2 separate regions of the Hordeum vulgare genome follow, and region 1 is linked to region 2. Evidence: chromatin contacts called from public Hi-C data. All regions are on one chromosome and are shown on one strand. Each heading gives the region's core, a stretch centred on a gene start, on an enhancer-like site or on the middle of the called end of the contact. The rest is flanking DNA. Distances are from core to core; before and after follow the strand shown.

Region 1 (6,687 bases), core at 3,849-6,348, 260 kb before region 2:
ACCGGGCCATTGAATCGGAAAATCCAGGAAAATATTTTAATGAAAATTAGGAGAAGTGGTGGGCCAATAACTAACTCGGATGTGCTATTTTATTGTTCATTACATGTGAATAATTTTATTTGACCATTATTTCGCATCATATTAGCATATATATTATTCAACACATATTATTCTATTGCTTAAAAAACCGACAATCGAACCAATGAATCAGCGGTCCGACCAATAAAAACCTAAACCGACAACCTTTTCGGTTTGGTTTTTTAAACTCTGGTTCAAACTGCCCTTCTAAGCTCCGGTTTAAGTACCTCATTTACCTTTTTTGGTGAAAATAGTCGAACCATTCATCATCTGAATGGCAGTACAAAGAGCCGTGAAAGTATCAAAAATTATACTCAAGTCCGAAGACCACTAGCGACAACTATAATCACTAAGTATCAAAAGTTATACTCAAGTCCAAAGACCACTAGGGACAGCTATAATCACTCGAACAAGCCAAAGAGATATTTTTATCAATAGGGATATTTGGGATATTTTTATAGTAACCCCGTCAGTTTTGAAGTCTTGACTATTAGAGTAAAGAAAACATGCATACCTTGTGAGGTCTTTGCCTATACCGTGCTTCTAATAAAAAAAGTAAAATAAAGTAAAAGACGGTTCACAATTCAAAACAGTGTCTAGGCTCATCTGCATTTGTTCAACTAAGTCATCTTGCAACTACTTATGAGTGTCTCGATGGAATTGAACGAACGGTTGAAAAGTGGCAGGAGATGGGTGCTCAGGCTCAACATTCTCACCCTGGAAATCAACCCCTTGGTCGTAAATGCTGTCATCATGTTCATCCTCAACAACCATGTTGTGCATGATCACACAAGTTGTCATCATCTCCCAAAGCTTGTGAGTACTCCATGTCAATCGAGGGTTTCGAACGATACCCCAACGAGATTGAAGCACACCAAACGCACTTCACATCTTCTCTAACACTCTCCTTTTGGACAAACCTTTGTCTTTTCTCTTCTGGTGGATTGGGTATGGTCTTCATAAGAGTTGACCACTGAGGATAAATACCATCAGCAAGGTAATATCCTTTGTTGTAGTAGTGACCATTGATCTCAAAGTTGACCTTTGGGCAGTGGCCTTCGGCAAGCCTAGCAAACACTGGAGAATATTGAAGAATGCTAATATCATTGTATTGATCGTCACCAACCTCTCTGTATCTGCGACATTTGGCTCTCTCAGGTATTCGGGGCCAAACAGAGCCACCACGGCCTTGCAGAAACTATACATTAATTGTAAACACGTGGACTCGAGTATTCATCCACAAGATCGCCATGAATTCCTTATGCAAGAAATGCGAATAGCCGCAGTGCATTTTTGATAAAAAGAGAAGCCAAGTTTTTCAAGGGCGTCCTCTTTGCATTCAAAGTAAGGATCGTATGCTACAACTGCCTCCCGGATACGATTGAACACATGCCTCCTCATTCGGAAACAACGATGAAATTGACGCGGTTTATAAAGTGTGGTTCTCTCAAAGTAATCGGAATAGAAAAGGTGGTGCCCTTTCTCCCTATTGCGGTTCAAGGCCGGAGCATGGCCGGGAATTGAACCCCTGAATCGAGGACGCATCCTACTGATGTGATCATGGACAACCAATGATGCCACCACCATGTCCTAATCGTTCGAGGACGAGTCATCCAATGGACAAACAAAGTTGTGAAAGAAATATTCATCCGCTCTATCCATGGTACCTTGCGAGCAAAGCGTCGAACACCTTGTGGTCGTGGTGGAGACACAACGGAAAAGGAGACCTTGTGGTCATGGTGGAGACGCGACAACAAAGCAAGGTGGGGGAAGAACAAGTGGCAGGAAGAAAAGGGGTCGTGCCGCCGTCGGGCAAGGTGGAGATCCAGAAAATAAACGAGGAGATTTGCTTAGGAATTTCCTTTAGTCTAGGTAACGGGGAGGGATGAAATTCTGGCTCGACCCTTGGGCCGGGGACGATCCTCTTCGGGTCAGCTTTTCGGCACTGTTCTCCATCTGTCTGGACCCTTCCCTTCTCGTCGCCTCCGCCCGACGACACGGGTTGTGTGAGATTAGGTTCAGATGATCCCTCAGACTGATAGAGACGGCCGAATGTGATCGCCTATTATCCGTCCTGCCCCAAGCCCTGCAGGCGCACCCAGGCACTGTGGAGTGGCTCCTATCCCCCTAAGGAATTCACGGTTAGTTCGGCTTATCACGCACTATGTCGCTCACCAGGTGTCCCCTGGATCACGCACCTATGGAAGGCTCCCCTTCCCCTAAAGATAAATTCGTGTGGCAGGCGCTCCGCAACCGTATCCCCTCGGTTACTGAGGTGCGGAAGCGGCATGGGACGGGAGACGGGTTGTGCCCCCTCTTTGCAGGCGAGGGGACGACATCTCATATTCTCTCCTCCTGCTTCGCGGCACGAGCCATGTGGGAATTCGTCCGGGAAACTCTTGGGCTCGACTGGGCGGCCTAGGACCTTGCGGAATTCCTGCATCTTAGGGCCAACCACCCAGGCCGTAGTCGCATGTTATTTTGGTTGATGGCATGGATCCTATGGACGACCCGCAGTAAAATGATGATTGAGCAGATTTTTCCTAGACGCGCGTCTGATTCATTCGTTAAATTCTTGGCTTTTATGCAACACTTGCATACATTGTCTAGACAGAGAGACTGGACGCGCCTGTACACCATGCTGGAAGTTCTCATCTCCACGACGCGCCGACTGGATTCCGCGTAGGCCCGATGCTCATGAACCACTAGGTGGCGTTTTTTCTCATTTCTTTTAGTTTCTTTGGACGAGATTGTACCGTTGTCCCGACATCTGATTGCACTTGACCTTGTGGGATGTATGGACGATTGCTTTATTTATAAATCAGGGTGAAAAACTATTTCAAGAGATGTCACAAGTGCACTAAATTTTGCACTCCAAAAAAGTTCAGAATCTGTGACTTGTTTTTTGCTCCTTTTGCTAATTTACTGGTTTACCATTTATGCTTGTTTCAACTGTGTCGGGGCTCCTTGCATTGCATGCATGCATGAACTAGCAAGACTCCAAATCACCGGGAGAGAGAACCATATCATAACTCGTGTTGAGTACCTTTTATATTTAGGGTCTGTTTACGACTCCTCTACCCCGTAAAATTCACTTCCGCTCTAAATTCACTTTAGAACGGTTTCATAAAGAAGCTGTAACTCTTTTAGTGAGCGTGTTTAGCTTTCTTTTAGCTCCAGCTTTAAGAATGAAAAATAGATGAAAACGATATATTTGATTGGATGAGTAAAAAACGGAGGGGTATCCACTTATTAGTGGTAGTGCTGGATAATTTTCTTTCAACTTCAGCTTCTACATATTTTTGAAGCACCTTCCGAAGAGCTTCACAAACAACATGAAGTTGTATCCTAGATTATAGTTTTTTTGTGGAACGACATGTCTTCGTTTGACTTGCATTTTCATGAACGGAACTGAATTTTAAGGAGCGAAGTAGTACCAAACAACCCCTTAGGACCCATTCGGATCCTCTCCACTCCCAGTTGCGGCTCCAGGAGCGGAGGGAGCGCCAACCTAATTTCAAGTAGTAGCTAAAACAAGGCTCCTCGTTTCCTCTAGAGCACGGAGTGGAATTTTAAATGGGAGAGATCCCGAACAGAATCTTAGAGCACCTACATCGGATCCCTTATATTTTCTTCAAACAACCAGACAAGCAGCACGGTTACAAAAAATTGACCGAGACGGGCCTCTCAAACCGACCTCAAATGCTCGGGCTCACCGGCATCCCTCATTTCCAACCTAAATATGGGACTGGTATAGGGGAGCCCGGGCGCGCCAGGGCACGCCTGCCTGGCCCGCACTGGCCCGCATCAACCCCACGTATATTTGTCCCCGCTCGCCGGACCAAACCCTAGACACTTCACTTCACCCCCTCCACTCCCATCCGCCACCCCTTGCTCACCTCCGAAGATCTTCGACCGTCTCCGGCATAGCGGGCAGCGGATCTGACTCCGACCAGTCTGAATCCATCGATTGGGGGGGGGGGGGTCGTCTCGTGCGGATTGGAGGAGGCAATGTCGGTTCGCATTGCACTCCGTCGCTCCCGCGAGGACATTGCCCGATCGATGGCAGGATCTATCCGCCGCGACTCCATAGAATCTGCTCAACGGGCGCTCGGTTCCTTCGGAGGATCGTCAAAGTCTCGGCTGGTGGATCCGGAGGCCTTCGAGTGCCACTGAGAACGGTCTGCTCGCCGTGGGAATGAGCGGATAAGGATCTACGAGGCCTTTCTAACGGAGGAAATAGCGAAGGCGGAGGCGGCTGATGCGGCGGCGCGGATGGCAACAAAAGAGGAAGCCATCCGCGCGCGCATTTTGAAGAAACGACAATCGGAGGAAAACGCGTGCCCTCGTCCGCGAACAAAATCGGGCGGTCCATGAAATGGCCGGACTACCACCAAAGGAGGAGAAGGAGGTGACTGATGGCGAGAACAGCTCCAATGACGAGCAGAACCGGCTCGATCCGTACTGCGTCTTCGGTCGGTACTTCCACGACAAGGACGACAAGGGCGTTGGGAAGGACAAGGGCAGCTATGGATGATCTCCACCATAGCCAGACATGTTAAATTTTGGCAGTCCGATAGCATGTTAGTTGCGATGGAGTGGCCGAACGATGTGTGTAATGCATCGACGTAGTAGTTGTATGAGTTTGTATGAATTTGAGGTGTCGGGACTTGGAATGCATTATTTGAGGCATGGCACGTCAGTGTTTGTGCATGCGCTCGGGCGTGTCCGTGGGCGTTTGAGGGCGTGGATTTGCAAGATCCGTTTGTAGATGCTCTTATATTTTAAGAAAATAAACAAAAAACTGGAGTTCGTTTTGTAAGAGTGATATGGCCATAGTATAACTAAGTGATGTGTGCATGCGCTCGCCGTGCGGTCCGTCCCCGGTCCACGACGACGGATACGGCCGATGAGAGACCACTCTCCGACGGCAACGGGCCGCTTGTACTCTGTCCCGAGATACATACACGAGGGGCTGCTGGGCCGTGACAGGGGGAGAACGCATCATCGCGCCTCGTATTCTAGTCCGTCTGCCTTGTCCTTTTCCCGCTCGCGTTCATGAACGGAGCCGAGCACCGACCGATCACGCACGTACCGGTATCTGTATGCCCAACAACCGACGGCGACGCCGCGCCCCCCGCCCTGGCCGTGACGTTTAGCGCCGTCTCTCTCCGACGATCAATCGCACAGGGGGACGCACACGTCCGTGGCTTTGGGATGGGTCGATGGGTGAAATACACCGAAGGTTACTGAATTTGCGTGTGTTCACTGTATGTATTTTGGAATATCATGTTTATATACTGTCACTAAGGTGTCATAGTGGACGCCCACAGTCACGAGATATGTATTCTGTCGAGGTGGCATATAGTTCAAGAGAGAATTCCTTACTTGACACTCTCTTAAAATTGTGTTTCTTATTTGGTACTAGAAAAAAAATTCTTCCCTATATGACCTCTAGTCTTAATTTTTTTCCCTATATGACACTCTAGTGCATTTTGTACACGTGAAAAGACCATTTTGTCCATATGTATAATGTGACCACAAATATGTATAAGATAATAGTTGTTTCAAGATAATATGACCCAGAGGTATTTTAATATACACATATGCAAGCTACTAGCAGGCTGCTGGATCGATATGCAACATACTCCCTCCGTTCCTAAATATAAGACCTTTTAGAGATTGCACTATGAACTACATACTGATGTATATAGACACATTTTAGAGTATAAATTCACTCATTTTGCTCCGTATGTAGTCTCCTAGTAAAATCTCTAAAAGGTCTTATATTTTGGAACGGAGGGAGTAGTTATTATTACTAGTTAGGATATCTAAATCTCCGTGACAGAAAAAGGAATAAAATTGATTGATTCCATTATACTGGTAGCAGATTGCTAATTTCCTAACTTGAATGTAGGTAAGTCCGTTATCCACGTTACGTCGTTACCTTACATGTCTGTCACAACCGAGGTCATATACTACTACTGCTGCTTTTTTCAGGCTCAATGCTACTATTAGGATATCTAAATTTCCGTGACAGATTAGTAGTAGTATTTACTAAGCATAAAAATACGACTACTGCTTTTTTAGGCTCAATGCTATATATTTCTGGTCACATTATGTATATGGGTAAAAAGGTCTTTTTACGTGTATAAAATGAACTAGAGTGTCATATAAGGAAAGAAATTATGACTATTGGTCATATAAGGAAGAATTTTTTTTTCAGTGTCAAATAAGGAACATGATTTTAAGGGAGTGTTAAATAAGGAATTCTCTCATAGTTCAACCCTTTGACCAGCTTCCGGGCGATAGCATTATGAATACATTTCTGTTTTTACCCCCTTCATTCTTAAATATAAGTTTTTTTTAGAGATTTTACTAAAGGGTTACATATGAAACAAAATAAATGAATCTATGCTCCAAAATATATGTCTATATACATTCGTATGTAGTCCTTCTAATAAAACCTTTTAAAAGAGTTATATTTAGGAACATAGGGAGTATTAAATTAAATAGTAATAATATGATGATATCTCAAAGATATACATGTTATCACATGGAATCATCTGCACATCTGTAACTAACAACGCTATAAGAAGGGTTGAACAA
Region 2 (6,990 bases), core at 1,039-3,538:
ATTCCCCTTGTTACGATTGCTGCGACCAGATGACGGAACCCAGGAGCTAGCTGACTCCGCCGACGACAACTACTACCAGAATGGAGTATACTACTACGTGGAGGCTACTGAGTAGTTAGGAGGCTCTCAGGCAGGAAGCCTTGCCTTTTCGATCCACTGTTATGTTTGTGCTAGCCTTCTTAAGACAAAACTTGTTTACTTATCTATGCACTCAGATATTGTTTGCTTCCGCTGACTCGTTTGTATTCGAGCTTATGTATTCGAGCCTTCGAGGCCCCTGGCTTGTAATATGAAGCGTGTATGACTTTAATTTGTTTCTAGAGTTGTGTTGTGATATCTTCCCATGAGTCCCTAATCTTGGTTGTACGCATTTGCGTGTATGATTAGCGTACGATCAAAATAGGGGTGTCATAAGGTTGTGGAGTTTGGCGAATAAGGTTACTTTAGTTTTTTCTTTGACGGTGCCATGGAGCTATAGATGTTTATATCCTCACACAACTGGTTTTCAGACTGACGAGTTTACGTTTTATGGGGTTGTTGTTGGGTAAGATTTAAAGCGCGTCAGATTTTGCGGGTTGAAACCCGTTCTTGTGTTACCCGCAATCAAAAACCACCAAAACCATGAAACCTATAACATTTGGGCCTCATACAGACCCAGGCTAAGCAAAACCTTATCATTCCACCTCCCTCCCTCCAAAATTTAACTTCTAGTCGCCAATCCGCCACACCCGTGCATATAAACACTAGGCTTAGCCCGACCCCTCCCCCACCCCCCAAAATTGTTGTTTTGTTGAAGTGTTGCTACTATTTTTTTCTTGCTCGCAGGGACAGAATCCCCCGTGGGTATAGAAAACCTGACGAAGATGGGGATGGGAAAAAATTGTCCATGTGTACTGGGATGGAAACTCGACGAATTTGGATTTTTCTAATGTGGACAGGGACGAATAAGCAAAACTCAGCGGATTTCGTCCATGTTTCCATCTTGATAGGTGACAGTCGCATCGGGGCGTCTCCATATCCGCCGACTTATGAGTTGCGTACTAGATCATGATTGGCGTGCGTTGTTACACCTGCCCATTATTACAATAGAATGACCTAATTTTCATCTATATATACAACAAATATGAGAGTTAAATTTGCATGAAAAACATATATGACAGCTCATGTTGCATTGGAAAAAAATGAGGTGAGAACATATAGAAGGAGCATTTGGCCATTATCAGCCTTGGAATGGCACCCACTCATGTTGAGTAAAATATGATAGGTTAAGAATAAAAGAAAAAAATAAAGCAATTTGAATTACAATGCCTTGACATAAATGACCGGGTGAATTTGTTTTACATCTTTGGACATTTTCAAAAAGTGTTGAAGTAAAAAAGAATCATTAGAAGTACTCCCTCCGTTCTTAAATATAAGTCTTTTAAGCAATTTCATTAAGGGTCTACATACGAAGCAAAATGATTGAATCTATACTCTAAAGTATGTCTATATACATCCGTATGTAGTTCACTAGTGAAATCTCTACAAAGAATTAGAGGGTGCTTGGATTCAAGGGACTAAAACTAGTCTCTTTAAGAGGCTAAAGTTCCAAGCACCCCTGACTAAAGAGAGGCTAAAACTAGTCTTGATGCTAAAATCTTTTAGTCAGGGGTACCATTACTAGAATGTGCATTAGTCCTCTCTCTCTTCATTTAACTTCTCAAGCAAGTTCTGGATTGGAGAGTTTGGAGGATAATAAATGCTAATTAACTTGATTTTAGTTTTTTTAATATTTGGATCCAAGCATGGATGAGGCTAGGAAGTTTTAGTCTCATTACTTTTAGTCATGAGACTAAAACGTATCAAGCACCCTCTTATATTTAGGAACGGATGGAGTACAATGTAATAACTAATTACAATAAATGATATTTATACTGCTTATCAGATAGGCCATTCGGACCTTTGGGCTGGATATAGAGGCTGCGGTCGTACATGGTAATGCTAAAACATGATTTCGAATTAGTACGCTCATGCCGGTTTGATCTTTTGTGTGTCTGGCGACTGTGTATAATCTATCTATCCAGAGACCGGATATATGCTCATGATGTTTTGTATCCCATTGATACGAGTTAATAAAAACGTCCCTTTTCAAAGGAAAAAAATGATTCCCAAGGAGTGACAAGAGGTTCTCAGGACAAAAAAAAATGAGTGACCAGAGGAAAAACAGTAGTTTGTTTTCGTTTAATCAAATCTACCCTCCGGCCTCGAGTCAAAATCCCCCGAATCGGATCTCGAAATAAATAAATAAATAAGAAATCCCCCAAATCCAACCCCACGGTTTCCTCTCCGCCGTCGCGTACCTTTCGTCCTCCGTCCACCTACCCCAATCCGGCCGCTAGAGCTGCCGCCGTGCCCTACCTCTCCGCCGCCCCCTCCCCCACGCGCGTCGCCGCCGTCGCCGTCGCCGTCGCCGTTCCCTGCTCATCCTCGGCGCATCCATGCTGTCTCAGCCCCGTCGCCAATTTCGGCCATTGGCTTCTGAGGTACGAGCTAACCCCACTGACCTCCACTAATCTCGGCACACCATCTAGATCCGCCCCATGGGAGGGGCTATTAGACCCGTATAATTGTACTGGTATTGGTCACACGCTGCAATTGCAATTTTCGTTTGCTAGGACTAGGAGGATTCGATTGAGACTTCGGGTTATATGACAATCCTCAATTTTATCAAACATGATGTGATGATTCATTTGTTTCCCGCTCAAATTTGCTTCTCATACTGATGGTTAAAATGTTTCCTTCATAAGACTATCATGAACCCTGTTTTTTTTTTCCTTTCCTTATTGCAGGTGCGTCAGCCCTAGAAGGGGAGAAAATTTCAGAAGCCAAGAAAGGTCTCGCGAGCAGAGCAGGGGAGGGAAGGCTTACTTTGTGAGTGGACTCAGAGCATTCCACGTGCTTGTAGATGGAGAGGATAACCACCAACCCGTTCTACACTTCTGGGATCCCAGTAACTGTGCCATCACCTCTGCCTTCAGCCGCCATGGATGAAAGCTTTCCCAGGCTGCCAGATGCGCAGAATGTTCTGCTGGAGAGAGAACTGAGAAGAACACCTCTCCCGCCTCATCAAAGTGCTGTTGCTCCTACCGGTGGGCAGTTTCACCCCAGTACTGGGTCTGTCGGCCCCTTGCGTTCGCCCCCGGCTGTAAGGTTCTCTTCAGTTCCGAACCCCGAGCAGTATGCCGGTGCCAATCCTTACATTTCTCAGACGCCAAGCACTGGAAGTTCTTCAGCGATGATTTATGGATCACACCATGAAGGCTTTGAACCTACTTTTAATGGTTTTCCAAGAGATGTTGGACCAACGTGGTGCCCTGATCCAGTTGAGAGCATGCTTGAATTCTCCGATGATGTCCCTGTTGGAAACAATTTGACTGGCATCAGTCCTATTGCAGCTACAGATGAGCTCGCTAAGCAGACTGAATGGTGGACGGATTTTATGAACGATGACTGGAAGGACATTGCTGACAACGTAGGTGGTGCGAAAACTCAACCACAGGTATGCTGGCTGATTCTGCTATTTTGGTGAGTTGACCTGAGATGTAGCATCTGCTCTTCTTTAATGAATGAACTTGGTAGAAACTAGGGTTCTACCGGGTCTTGGCCGGAGGATATAGTGGAAGGAGGGGATCGGGCGTGGTCGCCGGCGCAGGGGCGCCGTCTCGCACGGATGGGGGCAACGACGCGATGGAAGAGGCGGCTAGGGTTAGGGCACCGGCTCCTAGTTGGAGCCGATCAAAATAGATTGATCTTTGCTTAATCTCAAAAGTGCTGATTACATGACTATATATAAGTTCTAAACTGGGCTAAGCCCCTAATATTTTTAAGATAACTGGGCTAGTTTGGCTAACTGGGCCTATGGTCAAAACATTTCTCCCCGCCTGCGCAAACAGCTCGTTCTCGAGCTGGACGTCTAGAAAATGTTGGCGGAACTCCTTGAGCTGCTCCCAAGGTGCCTTCGGAGGGTTGAGCTGGTTCGAAGTACGTCGTGCATCAAGGCCTAGAATGTCGTCGGCGCATTGGAGAGACCGAAAGGCATCACCAAAAACTCGAAGTGGTCGTGATGGGAACCAGAACGCAAATCGAGCGTAGGGAATAAGCGGGCCCCTGGCGGCTCTTCCTGGAGCTCCTGCACGACCGATATAGGAAAATTGACCCTCGTCGTCTTGGCAGTGAGAGCACGGTAATCGAGGCAGAAACGCCACGAGCCCTCGGGCTTGTGAACAAGGAGCACCGGTAAAAGGTCGCCGTGCCGCTTTAGGAGATGAGCCAACAGGGGTGGCTTGGAGTCTGCTATGGCGGTCGACAACTGAGAGGGAACTGCTGGAGAAGCGCCACCCTCGCCCTTCCACTGCACCATGCGCCCTTGACGCCAGAAAGTCATGGTCAGTGCGTCGAAGTCCCAAAGGATGGGTCCGAGCCTCCGCAAGAAGTCGACGCCGAGGATGAAGTCGTAGTCGCCCAAGTCGATGCCGACGCACGTGATGGCGAAGGACTCGTCGCCGATGAGGATGGGAACCTGCTGTGCAATTCCGTGGCAGCGGAGACGGTCACCATTAGCCACGGTAACTCGGAGCTGCTCGCCACCCGTCAGCTGGAGGGCCAGGCGACGCATAGTAGATGCGGGCAGGAAGTTGTGTGTAGAGCCCGTGTCCAGGAGAGCTAAGAGGCGCTCCCCATTAACCGTCACTGGCAACAACATCGTTGTTTCCGCTAGTATGCCGGCAAGGGCATGCAGGGAGACCACGAGAGCGGTGGCTGACGCCGGGGCTGCCGCCTCGGCAAGCTCGGAGGGAGCTGTATCCTCCGCGACATAGTCGTCCACCTCCAGGTAGAAGAGGCGCGGGCAGACGTGGCCTGGTACGTAGGGCTCATCGCAGTTGAAACATAACCCTTGGCGATGACGCTCGTTTTGTTTGGCCGGGGTTAGCCGACGGAACGGTCGAGTTGCTGCTGTGGCGGGCGGCCCTGTTGCCGGCTGGGCAGGCCGGCTGGGTGCAGACATAGCCGGCCGAGGGGGTGGGCGAGGTGCCTGGGCTGCGAACGCCTGCTGCATAGCCACCGTCCGCTGCTCGAACGCGCGGGCATAGTACATGGTCGTCTGGATGTCTTGCGGTCCCCGAAGCTCTACGTCCATGCGGATATGATCTGGCAGACCGCCGACGAAGAGCTCGGCCCGTTGATGGGCCGCCATGCCGGGCGCGTGGCACGCCAGGGCCTGAAAGCGGTCGGCGAAGTCCTGCACCGTGGAGGTGAAGGGGAGTCGGACTAGCTCCGCTAGTCGGCTCCCGCGTATCGGCGGCCCGAAGCGAAGGAGACAGAGCTCGCGAAAGCGCTCCCATGGGGGCATGCCGCCCTCGTCCTGCTCGAGGGCGTAGTACCACATCTGCGCGACTCCTCGGAGGTGATATGAGGCGAGCCAGGTGCGGTCCGACGCGAGCGTGTGTTGCCCCCGAAAGAACTGCTCACACTGATTAAGCCAGTTGAGGGGGTCCTCGGTGCCGTCGAAGGTGGCGAAGTCGAGCTTGGCGAAGCGCGGCGATGTCTGAGTATGACCATTGTGGCCGTACGGGTCGGCGGTGTGGAGCACCGCCGGGGTGGGGGACGTGCGGGGCCCCCCGTGAAACTGCCTGTCGGCGGCGGAGGACCCGCCGTACTGCAGGGTGGGCGCCGGCTGGTCGGATGCCATCGTATAGACCGGCGGCGAAGACGACCCGGCTAACCAGGCCGGAAGTGGTGACGGCGACGGCGGGAACCGGACCTGTTGATCGGGACTCCCACCGGCGCGGTGGTAGCCGACCCAGATTGAATGGGCGGAGGCGCCGGCAGCTGCAGCGGCTGCTGCAGGGGTGGAACGGACGCGGCGGCAGTCGCGAGGGTCGGCGACGGCCACTGCGGCCAGTGCGGGGTGTAGGCGGGGGGCGGCTGCAGCTGGTGCTGCAGCGGCCCAGCGAGCGCTGTGGAGGCCGGCGCCCACGGCGGTTGCCATGGCAGGAGCAGCGGCCCGGTGGCCGCGGCGGGTGGTGCTGCCGGCGGCGGCCCGTAGGGCCCGGCCAAGTAGAGGCAGATGCCCTGGACCGCGGTGGCGAGATTGCGGAGTGCTCCGGTGACTTCCTCCGGAGTGAAGACGGTGGGAACCGGCGCGGCGGAGGTGACCGTCACCGGCAGAGAAGAGGTGCCGACCATGGTGGCCGGCGGGGCGGTGGTGGCGAGCGGTGGTGGAAGGCTTGGGTTGGGCGGTGGCGAAGACATGATCGCACCTAAGCTACTTGTTACCAAACTGGTAGAAACTAGGGTTCTACCGGGTCTTGGCCGGAGGATGTAGGGGAAGGAGGGGATCGGGCGTGGTCGCCGGCGCAGGGGCGCCGTCTTGCACGATGGGGGCAGCGGCGCGATGGAAGAGGCGGCTAGGGTTAGGGCACCGGCTCCTAGTTGGAGCCGATCAAAATAGATCGATCTTTGCTTAATCTCACAAGTGCTGATTACATGACTATATATAAGTTCCCTAGGCTATAATAAACTGGGCTAAGCCCCTAATATTATTAAGATAACTGGGCCAGTTTGGCTAACTGGGCCTATGGTCATAACAGAACTATGCAAGTATGCAACGACATTAAAATCAATAAGATGTCAAGCTCGAATAAAGCTTGAGATTAGTTTAGAGCATGCTATTTGTGTGAACTGAACTGATGAATAAATATGGACAACTTCCATGCCTTGATTAGGCTAGGTTGTTATCGTGGCATTCTTTGAAATGATAATATACATTTGAAATTTATACAAGTCAAACCTTGTTAAACCCAGTGTGATCCCAAATTTTGTTCAGTTGAAACTAGGCATAGGCTTAGCGCATTGTGGGCACAGCCAGACTCCAGTTGAGCTTGAATTCAAGCTTATCTTTGGCTGGGTTTTATGTTTTCTTGGTATCCCTAACTACAGCATTCTGTATAG

What was found. A called contact is a pair of places that touch in the nucleus more often than the background predicts.
Region 1: a contact with region 2 is called in a Hi-C map of leaf, with 2.5 times the contacts expected there. The contact joins the enhancer-like site here to the promoter of LOC123442891 in region 2. A contact is called at or near these places in 2 of 6 Hi-C or Micro-C datasets (leaf and seedling).

The regions. Positions count from the first base shown.
Region 1 is chr3H:43,564,987-43,571,673 of MorexV3_pseudomolecules_assembly, reverse strand. No RefSeq gene overlaps it. Among protein-coding and RNA genes, the nearest start is that of LOC123442892, 58 kb to the left of the region's middle. Within about 2 kb of position 5,098, at least 3 of the 3 cell types and tissues checked have open chromatin away from gene starts, as enhancers often do. A contact at or near this core is called in leaf and seedling, where this site is marked.
Region 2 is chr3H:43,298,434-43,305,423 of MorexV3_pseudomolecules_assembly, reverse strand. It overlaps LOC123442891 (protein PHOSPHATE STARVATION RESPONSE 2-like), which reads left to right and starts at 2,288. Exons shown (of 9, transcript XM_045119068.1): 1 at 2,288-2,522; 2 at 2,829-3,538. The coding sequence starts at 2,945.